Linked DNA regions of Lactuca sativa: region 2 is linked to region 1. Evidence: chromatin contacts called from public Hi-C data. All regions are on one chromosome and are shown on one strand. Each heading gives the region's core, a stretch centred on a gene start, on an enhancer-like site or on the middle of the called end of the contact. The rest is flanking DNA. Distances are from core to core; before and after follow the strand shown.

Region 1 (5,444 bases), core at 1,803-4,302:
CATTAATGATTCCACAAATGGTTTCTATTGAATAGAATTTCTTCAAAGTGTTAAAATTTTATCGTTTTCTACTATTTCAGCCATTTTTTTGCAGGGATTAATCGCTAGACACACTCTAATCGGTCAGGTAGCGACTATAGATTAATCGGAACCTAATCGGGATTTTTACAACACTGGTTATTTATATGAATGTATTTGGATTAGGAATGGAATGGAAAAGTTATGTTTTTAGTCTAATTTCTAATCTTGTTCTTGAGGACTAGCCATCCATAATCAGCTTTATCATCTATCTTCATCTTAATTCTTGGGAGATTGACTATCTCGAATTGGCTTCTATTAGTAACCAAAACCATAACAATAATTAGTAGCTGTTATTTAATAAAGTGGTTGCCATTGCATTTTGCGTGCATTAAGAAAATGGTACATTATTATATATTTTTTGAAACAATTTTGTTTTTTTTTTGTTCTAGTAGATTTATCTATTTCCAAATCTACATAGAAAAAACATAACCCAAATAAGCTCTTTCCTAGATAAATTGAAACTTTTTGATGATTTTATTCAGCATTGGATTGGAAAACCAAGAAGCGAGCAGCCATTTTGTTGATAAGCCATCCTTCCTAAAATCAGTTGGTTACAAGAGTTAATGAATGTCGGTACCTTACAGTTAAAGTAGAAGTAGCATGGGCGCTGAAGAAATACAACATATACTCATATACATAATAAAGAAGAAGAAGGGAACAAAACCTAATAGAAGGTTTGGTAATCAATTAATTGGACATGGACTCGGTGTATTTGTATCTAAGATAGGCTTTAATAAAAGGATCCAGCTCACCATCCATTACAGAGACAATATCAGTGGTCTCATACCCAGTCCTCACATCTTTGACCAGCTTGTACGGGTGGAACACATAGTTCCTTATCTGCTGCCCCCAATCCGCCTTCACCGCGTCTCCCCTTATCTGCTTTATCTCACTCGCCCGTTGCTCCACCGCAATCACCAGCAGCTTCGCCTTCAAACGGCTCAATGCTTTGATCTTGTTCGCAAGCTGTGACCTCTCCTCTAAAAACAAATTTATTTATTTATTTCCTTATTTATTCATTTATAAATAGATATCCATCAATATACCCACCCGTGCAGCGGACGGTTACCCCCGTGGGAATATGCGTGATCCTGACCGCGGTTTCAACTTTATTGACATTCTGACCGCCACTCCCCCCTGCTCTTGAAAACCCAATCTGCAGATCTTCTTCCGGGATCTCCACGTTTAAAGAATCTTCGGGAAGAAGGGGCATCACTTCTACACCGGAAAAACTTGTCTGGATCCAGACAAAGGCTAATTTAGTAATAGTGTCATTGATACAAAGTGTGTGGGATGGAGGAATGTACCTGACGAAGACCTTTTGAATTAAAAGGAGACTGTCTAACAATTCGATGTGTTCCTTTTTCTCCTGAAAGATATCCAAACGCATATCGACCTTCCACCTCTATTGTCGCTGATTTGATCCCGGCTTCTTCCCCCATTGACTTCTCAACCACTCTTGTTTTGTATCGTTGCCTCTCTCCCCACCTTACATACATCCTCAGAAGCATATCCGCCCAATCCTGCACTCAACTCAAAATATCATCATCATCATCTTATTCTACTATTCCTTTCTACTTTAAAACACTCTTACCCAACCTAATTATAACAATCTCATTCCTATACAACAAACCAATTTTCAGTAAATCCTTCAAACCCTAAACAAAAAACAATTCAAAGTACAATCAATGCTCATAACCTAAGCCATAAACTTTCACTATGGTTTTAAGTTGATCCAGATCCAGAGGTGTGTTAGTGTTACATTACCTGTGCATCCGTACCACCAGCACCAGCTGTTATATTGATAACAGCACCTTCCTTATCGTAGGGCCCAGAAAGAAGCTGACTCAGCTCAAATTTATCTAACGCTTTATTCAGTTCTTTCACGATCGTAGCAGCCTCTTCAAGAAGTGCAGTATCAGTTGAATCCATCTCTTCTGTAAGGTTAACTATAGTTTCTGCATCATCAATCTAACATATCAATGTAGAATGTACCATGTCAGTGTAAACTTTCTTTTTTTCAACATGATGCTTGATTGGAATTCGGAAATAAAAAGATCGAACCTGGTCTTGGAACTCCTTGAGAAGATTCATCTTGTCTTTGATATCCGTGAGAGCCATTAGTGTTTGTTGAGCTGAGCTACGATCATCCCAAAAAGAATCACTTCCTGTTGCTTTTTCCAATTTAGCAACTTCTTCTCCTAGTTGCTCTAAACCAGCAGAAGCCCTAATTTCTTCAACACGTTTGGAGGTTGCCTCCACATCCTTCCTCAAACTATAGAAATCTGTCGCAAAATATTATAAATCAATGGCTAATGCAAGTAGGAATAATACACTGTATCATTACCTTGCATCGCCCATACACCTGTTTCACTGCTCACTCCTGCATCTGGTGTTGCGAATAAAACTGAACTAATTCCAAATGCCAAACAAATAGAAACACAATTAGCAATCATGAAAAGTTACGGACGAATAAACCAGATAGACGTGAATTTGAAGAAAGGAGGGACTTCCAAAAACGAACTAAATGATCCCCAAGTTAAAATTAAAGGTTCAATCTCATAGAAGAAGAATCTTCGTGTGGAAGCCATTACCAGATTGTAATTGCAAAAACACAATTCCCTTTAAGACGTTTCAATACTAAAAGATAATTATGTTACCTTTAGAATGACAAGAAGAAGGTAGTGAGAGGGGTGTAGACAAAGGGAAGACTGAATGTGAATAAGGGAAAGCAGCAGCTACGATGGGCTTCTCTGCGCGGCAACGAAAGGACGGTATGCTTCTATGTGCAGTGGGTGATGGTGACATCGATGAAGTTCTCATCGCTGAGAAGTTTTGTGATTGTAGCCTGTGGTCAGGAGGTGATACGAAGCTATGAACAACGCTTTCCATGGAGAGAGAGAGAGAGAGAGAGAGAGAGAGAGAGAGAGAGAGAGATGAAGGGGATAATGCAACGCAGAGGTTTAGTTTTGGGCGGATCAAGAAACAACCTTCATCTTTTATCCAAGTATCCATTAAAACCTTGGCAAATCATCATAACACATAAAAGTTTGGGATAATCACAAAAATAACAATTTTTGTATATAAAAATAATCATCGTTATGAGAAAAATAAAAAAAACAACCATTATCTTTGAAAGTTGTCTGTTTCGAACTCATTTGTGAGGTTCAAAGATGCTTTTCTAACAACAAATACATTTTTTTTACAAAATCTTCAATTTCGACGTTATGAGTATCTAACTTGTTTTTGCAAACAAAAGCAAGATCAAAACCGAGAAGATGGTAAAAACTTTGAACATAAGTTTTCAGATTTTAGTATTGGAGTTGTTTCTATGGTTTCAGATGCACATATCATTTCAATTTTTCTTAAAGGTCGTGAAGGCAATATTATATGTGACATGCATTATAACTGTATTTCATATTGCACACATATATATACTTTCGTATTAAATATTGCACAAGCCATTCAAATTTACTTAAATGTCGTGGAATATATATATATATATATATATATATATATATATATATATATATATATATATATATATATATATATATATATATATATATATATTTGTGTGTGTGTTGAAAGTATTATAACCGTATATATCATATTACACAAATATTTTTGTATCAAATGTGTAGTGATTGAATCATTGAAAGCAAGTTTTTCCCATATAATTTGTTACCAAACAAAGATTTGCTATATGGTAAAAAAATGTCATGAGGGTGTCCGTTTAACTCATTGGGCAAATGCTCAGAAGTCCTAGAGTTAGCTTTGTGGGTTGCTTAGAACGATCAAGTGAAATGCAGTGGGTATATGTTATAAAGCAAAAAAAAAACAACTTGTTATGTTGTCATCGGGTTGCCGTTGAACTAAAAAGTGAATTGAAGTCGTCTGAAGCGTGAACATGACATATGAGATAACAAGATCCCTAATATCCAAAAAAGAATACTTCTTGTTCCAATAACAACTTAAGTGAAAAAGTGAAAGTGTGTCGGTTTCATTTGAGTTGGCAAGAAGTAACTATTCATCATCATATATTTATGAAAATAAACAGGGAACACATTCATGTTTAAGTTGTTATCACACCTAGAGTTTCTATCTAACAAAAAGCTACCACGCTTACCACAGTCCACGTAGAACCACTGAAGATTTGTTACACCGTATAAAAAATTTGTCATATACAAGGTGTGACTTGCCACGTTTGCCATGTTATTTTTTTTCCTAAAATTAATTAATATTAAAAATAAACACTTCAAACAAATTATTTTTATCATGCTATATTTTTAAAACTAAAATTAATTTATATAAAAGATAATCAATTTAAATAAATTAATGATGAGCACCGACATTTCTGGGTAAAAGAATAAAAAGATTGATTATATTTTATGAACTTTATAGAATAAAATTATATTTTTGGGTATTAAATATGAAAGGGGTTTATTTGAATTAATAAAAAGTATTAAATATGAAAGAGAATAAATGAAAATGTCAACTTTTATAAAGTTGAAAGTAAATATAGTACTTTCAATTTAAGTTTGGAATAGAAATTGAAGCAAAAGAGAATTTCTAGGGATCATAATTGTAACTTTTCAACTCAAAACCCTTTTCTCTCTTGTCAGATATATGCGGTATATGTGTCTGTGTTTGAGAGAGAGAGAGAGAGAGAGGGGAGAGAATATAGAGTTCAATCGTGATTGAACTCCCCGTTCCATTGAATCCTAGTCATTTTTCTACAATGAGGATTTTGGGTTTAATGAGATTAAACTCCCTATTAAACCTTTCATTGAACTCCCATTGGAGATGACCTTAGAATGTCAGTGAGCTCGTAATACATATTCTTAGTTGTAATGGAGAAAGTCTTGTATAATAAGTTTATGGACTAATAACAATAGTCATCTCAAATGTATCATGTAATTATAATTGTGATGTGTGTAGACTAGATTAACAACACTAAGTATAGTCATTGCTAGTCTAGTCTACACACATCACCATTATAATTACACCATCACCACGCCGAAGCCACATCACTTTTGTGAAGCTTTTTGCCGGACCACTTCGTGAAACCCTATAGTCTAGTTACATGTACCAAATTGTCCTACATTGGACCTTGCGGATTGAAATAATTAAAATGTCATGAAACCTAAAGATGACAAATGAACCAAGTAACAACATAGCCGTTCTCATAAGAAAAACATTATAGCATCTACACATTCATATCACCACGACCCAGGCTGAGTAGACATACTCTAAAAACAAAAGAAGGAATCAATAGAACTATCACCATTTAGAAGTTTCATTAACCAGACTAAACTTGTTCCCCGTATTGATATCCTCTCACTCATCATCATTAGGATTGA
Region 2 (5,444 bases), core at 1,097-3,596, 160 kb after region 1:
CAAAGTATTAACATATCCTTCGAGCAAATATCTAATCTAATCAAAAAAATTGCAAGCATGACAAAAGGGCAAAGAAGTAATATTACTCACCAGGCCCAAGGGTGCTTTGATTGTCGATTTCCACAATGTAGGACGAAAGGTAATTGACATACAATGTCATATTCACGAGCCCATCTGCAGGCCTCTGTAATGAGGCCTGCAGTTGGTTCGTCTCAGAATGAGACGAACCAGGAAGGAAGTCATGAAAAAGAGGTTGTATGAGTTTAAGATCGTGTTTAGTCCGGTATATTCTTGGAAACAAATTAAATTGCAAAATATTCGGATCTCTCCCTCTATATGTCACAAACTTTGCACTATTTGTACTTCCATTCTTCAAAGCCCCACTTACAAAACTCACGTGCTTTTTGTGACGCGGGTCTCTTGCGCTCAACTTAAACTCGAAACCAACCGCCATTGCAGGCATATTTGGGAGGTCAACAAATTGCCATGAGATGTATAAATTGTCACGAAGGAGTTGACAATCGTTGCATTTTAGAGATATGGTGGGGCCCGTTGTGGTGTTTTCGCAGGTGAAGTTGACCAAAGTGGAAAGAGGGGCGGTTCGGTAATTAATGAAACCGGGGTTTCCGGTGACCAAAGTGGAAAGTCCTTGTAGATTTGAGCAGGTCATGGTGGAAATGGTGGTTATGTTGAATTCCATGTCGTTGTGGAAGGATGCTAAGTCGGGTGCATTTGTTGCTATCACAGTGTGCACCTCAACGGTTCTCATTGATATGATTTGGTATAGTAATCTGTGATTGGAAGACACGTGGAAAAAAGAAAGGTTAGGTAAGTTATACATGGGTGTTTCTTTTTGACTTGATACAGACTGAACGACTTAATACAGAAAGTCAGAGAGGAGACTTTCCCCATCAAGTCCTAACTTTACCCATAAAGTGGTTAATGGGAAAAAAAGAATATGATTGTGTGACTAAATAATGTGTTTGTATTTGAACATGAGAAATGTGTGAAAGATAGTGGTGTGGTTTAGTTATGAAATTTATGGGTCACTCACGCAGCAAACAGACCAATAAAAAGAATCCAGCTTGCAATCGAGAAAGTTCCACCAAGTTCTGTTTTTCGCTTCTTGACAACTTTTTGATCATCCTACACAAATGATATAAAGAATAATGTATAACAATGTTCCAAGAAAAAAAAATACAAGATGAAAAAATGATAGGATAATCATAAAGAAGATGCCGATTAGATTTTAATTTATTTCTATCTACCAAGATTTTTCCTTCCAGAATTCCCAATCTCTACATGCAATTTCCTAATCAAAAGAAGGATACGCTTTTTAGTTCAGGTGATTAACATGTGATTTACAGCCTCACTAATCAGTAATCACAAGAACATATGAATAACCCAATCGAAAACAAGAATGCATCAAGATTCAAGATTCTGATGGCTAGAAAGTCTCAAAAGCAAAATCTATTTCATAGACATAGCAAAAGGGTCAAATCCAGTTGTTTCCGAATTGAAATTTAACATATTGTTTTAAGGCTTTAAGTTACTTATCTACATCATTTTTCTATTTACGTAATCTTTATATGGATACATAATGAAATTATTCACAATTTTTTTACTGTATTTAATACTTGGCTAATTTTGACTCTTGAAAGTCAAAAGATGGAAGTAAATCTAAATCCAACATTCAACAATGAGTCAAAAAAGTACCAGCCAATGGCGAGTAGCAAAGGAGACATCCAGTCTGCTAATCCACCATCTGATCTGAAACCAAAGCGTTGTTCCATCACCGAGCTTCCCAAATCGCACAAAGAAGCAAAATACGAGCCACGAAGCAAGTAACACAAGGGTAGTCTCAAGAAACACAGCTTGAGATTGTGTGAATTTCTTGATTGTGTCAAATGAGAAGAGGTTAGCAGGGATGTTGATTGAATAGTCGACTCCAGAACCCACCAAGAACTCGTCGGCACCGGAGGAGGTCGCCGGAGAGCAGGTGTTATCGGTGGTGTTGTAAAAGTAACCTGGATTGCAGGCGCATAAAGTGGTGTTGTATCTGAAGAAATTATTGCTTGGACACTGCATTCTGTGAAATTACGTTTGTGGGTATTCTGACAACTCGAAAATCAAGATCTTTTAGGGTCTGATCTTGTGAATCTTTTGATTCTTGGTGACCAAGACCAAGAGGCAAGACTCAAGAGGTGAATGACCAAATCAAGGAATCCTTGCGTGTTTGGACAGTACAACAATCGGTGCGTTCCGGATTCTTAGCCCAGAACGATCTTCCAACCCAAAATTGTTATTTTATTAAACATAAATAAACAGTTTTCCATATTTATAAAAAAAAAATTGATAAATTTCATACATTATGCAAGTAAAAATGATAAACTCTATTGTAATGAGAAAATCTAACACTTTTCTTCAATAATAATAATAATAATAATAATAATAATAATAATAATAATAAACACTTGTCTACCGAAAAAAAAAGTGAAAATAAAATAACAATAATTTGCAAACGAGTTCAAATTTTGTAATGGGAAAATTCATACACTTATCTTCAAATTCAATAGACTCTATTGACCTTATTATAAGGATTAATTTTCCATGTCTAAAATTTAATGTATATAACCAGGCTTTGTGTATAAAATTTGGAAAATAAATAACCCAAAGAACCCTACGAGCTCTTTGAAAAGGTCATTTGGTTAAATAAAGGGTTTTACATGGAAAAGTTTTATTATTTTGGAAAATTTTTGATAAAGTTTTAAAAGTTTTTTTTAACAGAAAAATCCTATTATTTTAAGAAAACTACGTAATTTATCATTTGTTGTTCAAATATAAAAAATGATTTTTTTGTTAATTTGGATAAAATTTTAAATGATCAGGTCTTTTCTGTTCAAAAAAACTTTTAAGACTTTATTAAAAATTTTCCTAAAATAATGGGATTTTTCTGCATTAATCCCTTAAATAAACTATGGAATTAAAAAAATTATTGTGAGAGTATTTCGTCCTATTTTAGTACTGTTTGTACATATACCAGCTTAATAGATAGAGTTTTTTTTTTTTTTTTTTTTTTTAATATTGTAGTAATACTATTTTATTTATTTATTATATAAATCGATATTGGTAGAACTCATAAACAAGCTTTGTGAAAGAACTCTGTTATGTTCGTATGCTTTTTGGGTTGTTTGATATGATGATAACATGACATCAATAAATTAATTGAAAAAACTCGTCTATTATAAATGTTTTTGTATTGTATCTTTTTAAATAATTATAGACTTTTTCGATTAAATAATTTAATATTTATTTATGATAAAAAAAAAGTACGATTATTCAATACCGGCGGATAGAAAATTGTAGAAAAAAGTAACACGAGTCCACAATGAAAAAAGGACAAAATAATGTGACTGAAAATGTTGACGTAATCTGCATCCACGTGGCAATTATTGTTGAATGCCATGCTCTTTCTTTGCTTCTTTCGTTCTAATATTGAGGTGCAATCCCACTACAAGTCTCCATGTATTTTTTATAAATATATAATTTTGACTAGATATAAAGTATATATAGGCGTATATTTTGTAATGTGAAGGAATCAAATAGGAACAAACAATGTATAGTATTGACTACTGACTAGATAAAATAAAAGTGATCAAAAAGTAATAGCTTAGACCAAAGGGTTAGTTAAGGGTTGTCTTGGTTAGCCTTTCAAAAAAGCAAGTGGTAGTTTAGAAGGGTTTATAATCAATAGATATATTCAGTAATTAATGGAACGTGAAATATGATGTTTACTAAACATGTAATAAAAAACTATCAAAAGTTATTAATTTCAAGTAACAGTTAGTTAGGAAGAAAAAGGTAAAGGTGTGTATAAAAACTTGTTCAAAAGAAAAGATTCAACATGTTATCTTCCAAAACACTAATTTAAACATCTCAAACTTATGTAACCAGTGCCAAAACAAAAACACAAGTCCCCAAACAAGACGACAACTTTTGTGTTATTTATTTATTAAGTCGAATTCACTTGAACACGTGGGATCTCTGAGCTTTTTTCAGACAATTCAACTTTAAGCCATGTGTCTTGGTCTGGGTACAGTATTATATTACAAAACTCCAAATAAGTTAAATTTAACTTATTCGAATTCAATCTTCGATATAAGGAAAATATATCATTGTTTATTGTTTGTTTCTCGTCTCTCAAACAAAAACAAAGAATGTAATCTATTACATGACGTATCATTATTCTTTTTAATTTATTAGTACATCTCAACATACAAGTAGTCACTCACTCTGAAGGGGTAATGTGAATGTGATAAGTAAACTTTGTAGTAAAAAAAAACAAAAAATGTTTGGTAAGATACGATTATGATATGGTGTCAGTAATCTTTTCTCCTGGTATTCACAAGATCATCTGCAAAATTGTTGTTTTCAGTTTTTTGGAGATCTTTCAAGTATTTGGCATAAGCTGGATCATAAGTTGTTAAGATCCGCAAATACTTTGCTGCCTCATCATCTCGTCCTATGCTTGCCAAAGAACTGCAAATTCACTTACAACTGTCAGTCTCAGTCACTCACTAGCTTTGTGAATTTTTTTTATTTTTTTTGCCAAAAAAAAAATGTTGCATTTAATTGTGAACCTTGAAAGCATAAACAAGGCATCACAATAATGAGTTTTGCTCTTGGGGTCCTCTGGCTCTTTCATATTTGCTATTCTTTCCAAATGTACAATTCCTTCTACAACTTTACCCTGTCCAATATGCACAAAACAGCAATTATTTGATTTTTTTTCTAGAAATAGAGAAACTATAGTGTGATATTTTCTTTTAAAAATAAAAAATAGTTCACCTGCTTTGCAAGGGCCACACCTAACCATGTACATGCTAGAATCAAATGATCAATCTCTTCAACATCTGTTGGATGGCCCACAAGAAGAAGCTGCCAAAATAATAAAATGAGTTTTTTTTTTCTTTTTTTAATTAATTAATTAAAAGTAAAGTGATGAAATTTTAATTAATGAAGATCTGAATACTTTGGTGACAGCACGTTCCAAGTAGTCAGTAGCTTCAACTAAATTTTCATCTTTCATTAATATCTGCCCCATAACAATCAATGCTCTCGCATACTCAGGCTCCTTTTCAAGTGCTACTCTGTAATTAATGTTCTTCAGGAAAGGGTAAATGCAAAAAATAGCAATGTACTTTCAGCATTCCACTTTTATCTTTTTTTATTAAAACATTCTACTTTCAACTTTGTTTTTTTTTCTTTATTAGGACATTATACTTTGAAAAATATACCCAATTATAGCCATCAGAATTGCTTTAGCATTGTATTTTCAATGCTACAATTTTGGATACATATGTTTATAGAAATGCACTTTCAGTTTTTTCCCTTATTAATACAATACTTTGAACAAATTACCCAACTATAACATTGTACTTTCA

What was found. Hi-C and Micro-C count contacts between places; a contact is called where the count stands out from the background.
Region 2: a contact with region 1 is called in a Hi-C map of leaf, with 3 times the contacts expected there. The contact joins the promoter of LOC111920967 here to the promoter of LOC111920963 in region 1. A contact is called at or near these places in 2 of 4 Hi-C or Micro-C datasets (leaf and seed).

What each region holds. Positions count from the first base shown.
Region 1 is chr8:3,324,270-3,329,713 of Lsat_Salinas_v11, forward strand. It overlaps LOC111920963 (peptide chain release factor PrfB1, chloroplastic), which reads right to left and starts at 3,053. Exons shown (of 7, transcript XM_023916531.3): 1 at 2,742-3,053; 2 at 2,429-2,488; 3 at 2,146-2,366; 4 at 1,849-2,052; 5 at 1,389-1,604; 6 at 1,132-1,318; 7 at 597-1,061. The coding sequence starts at 2,973. The coding sequence ends at 769.
Region 2 is chr8:3,483,969-3,489,412 of Lsat_Salinas_v11, forward strand. It overlaps LOC111920967, which reads right to left and starts at 2,347. Exons shown (of 8, transcript XM_023916542.3): 1 at 1,717-2,347; 2 at 1,055-1,146; 3 at 91-791. The coding sequence starts at 2,088. LOC111920970 (ALBINO3-like protein 2, chloroplastic) reads right to left here. Exons shown (of 14, transcript XM_023916544.3): 11 at 5,033-5,150; 12 at 4,849-4,938; 13 at 4,641-4,750; 14 at 4,160-4,539. The coding sequence ends at 4,380.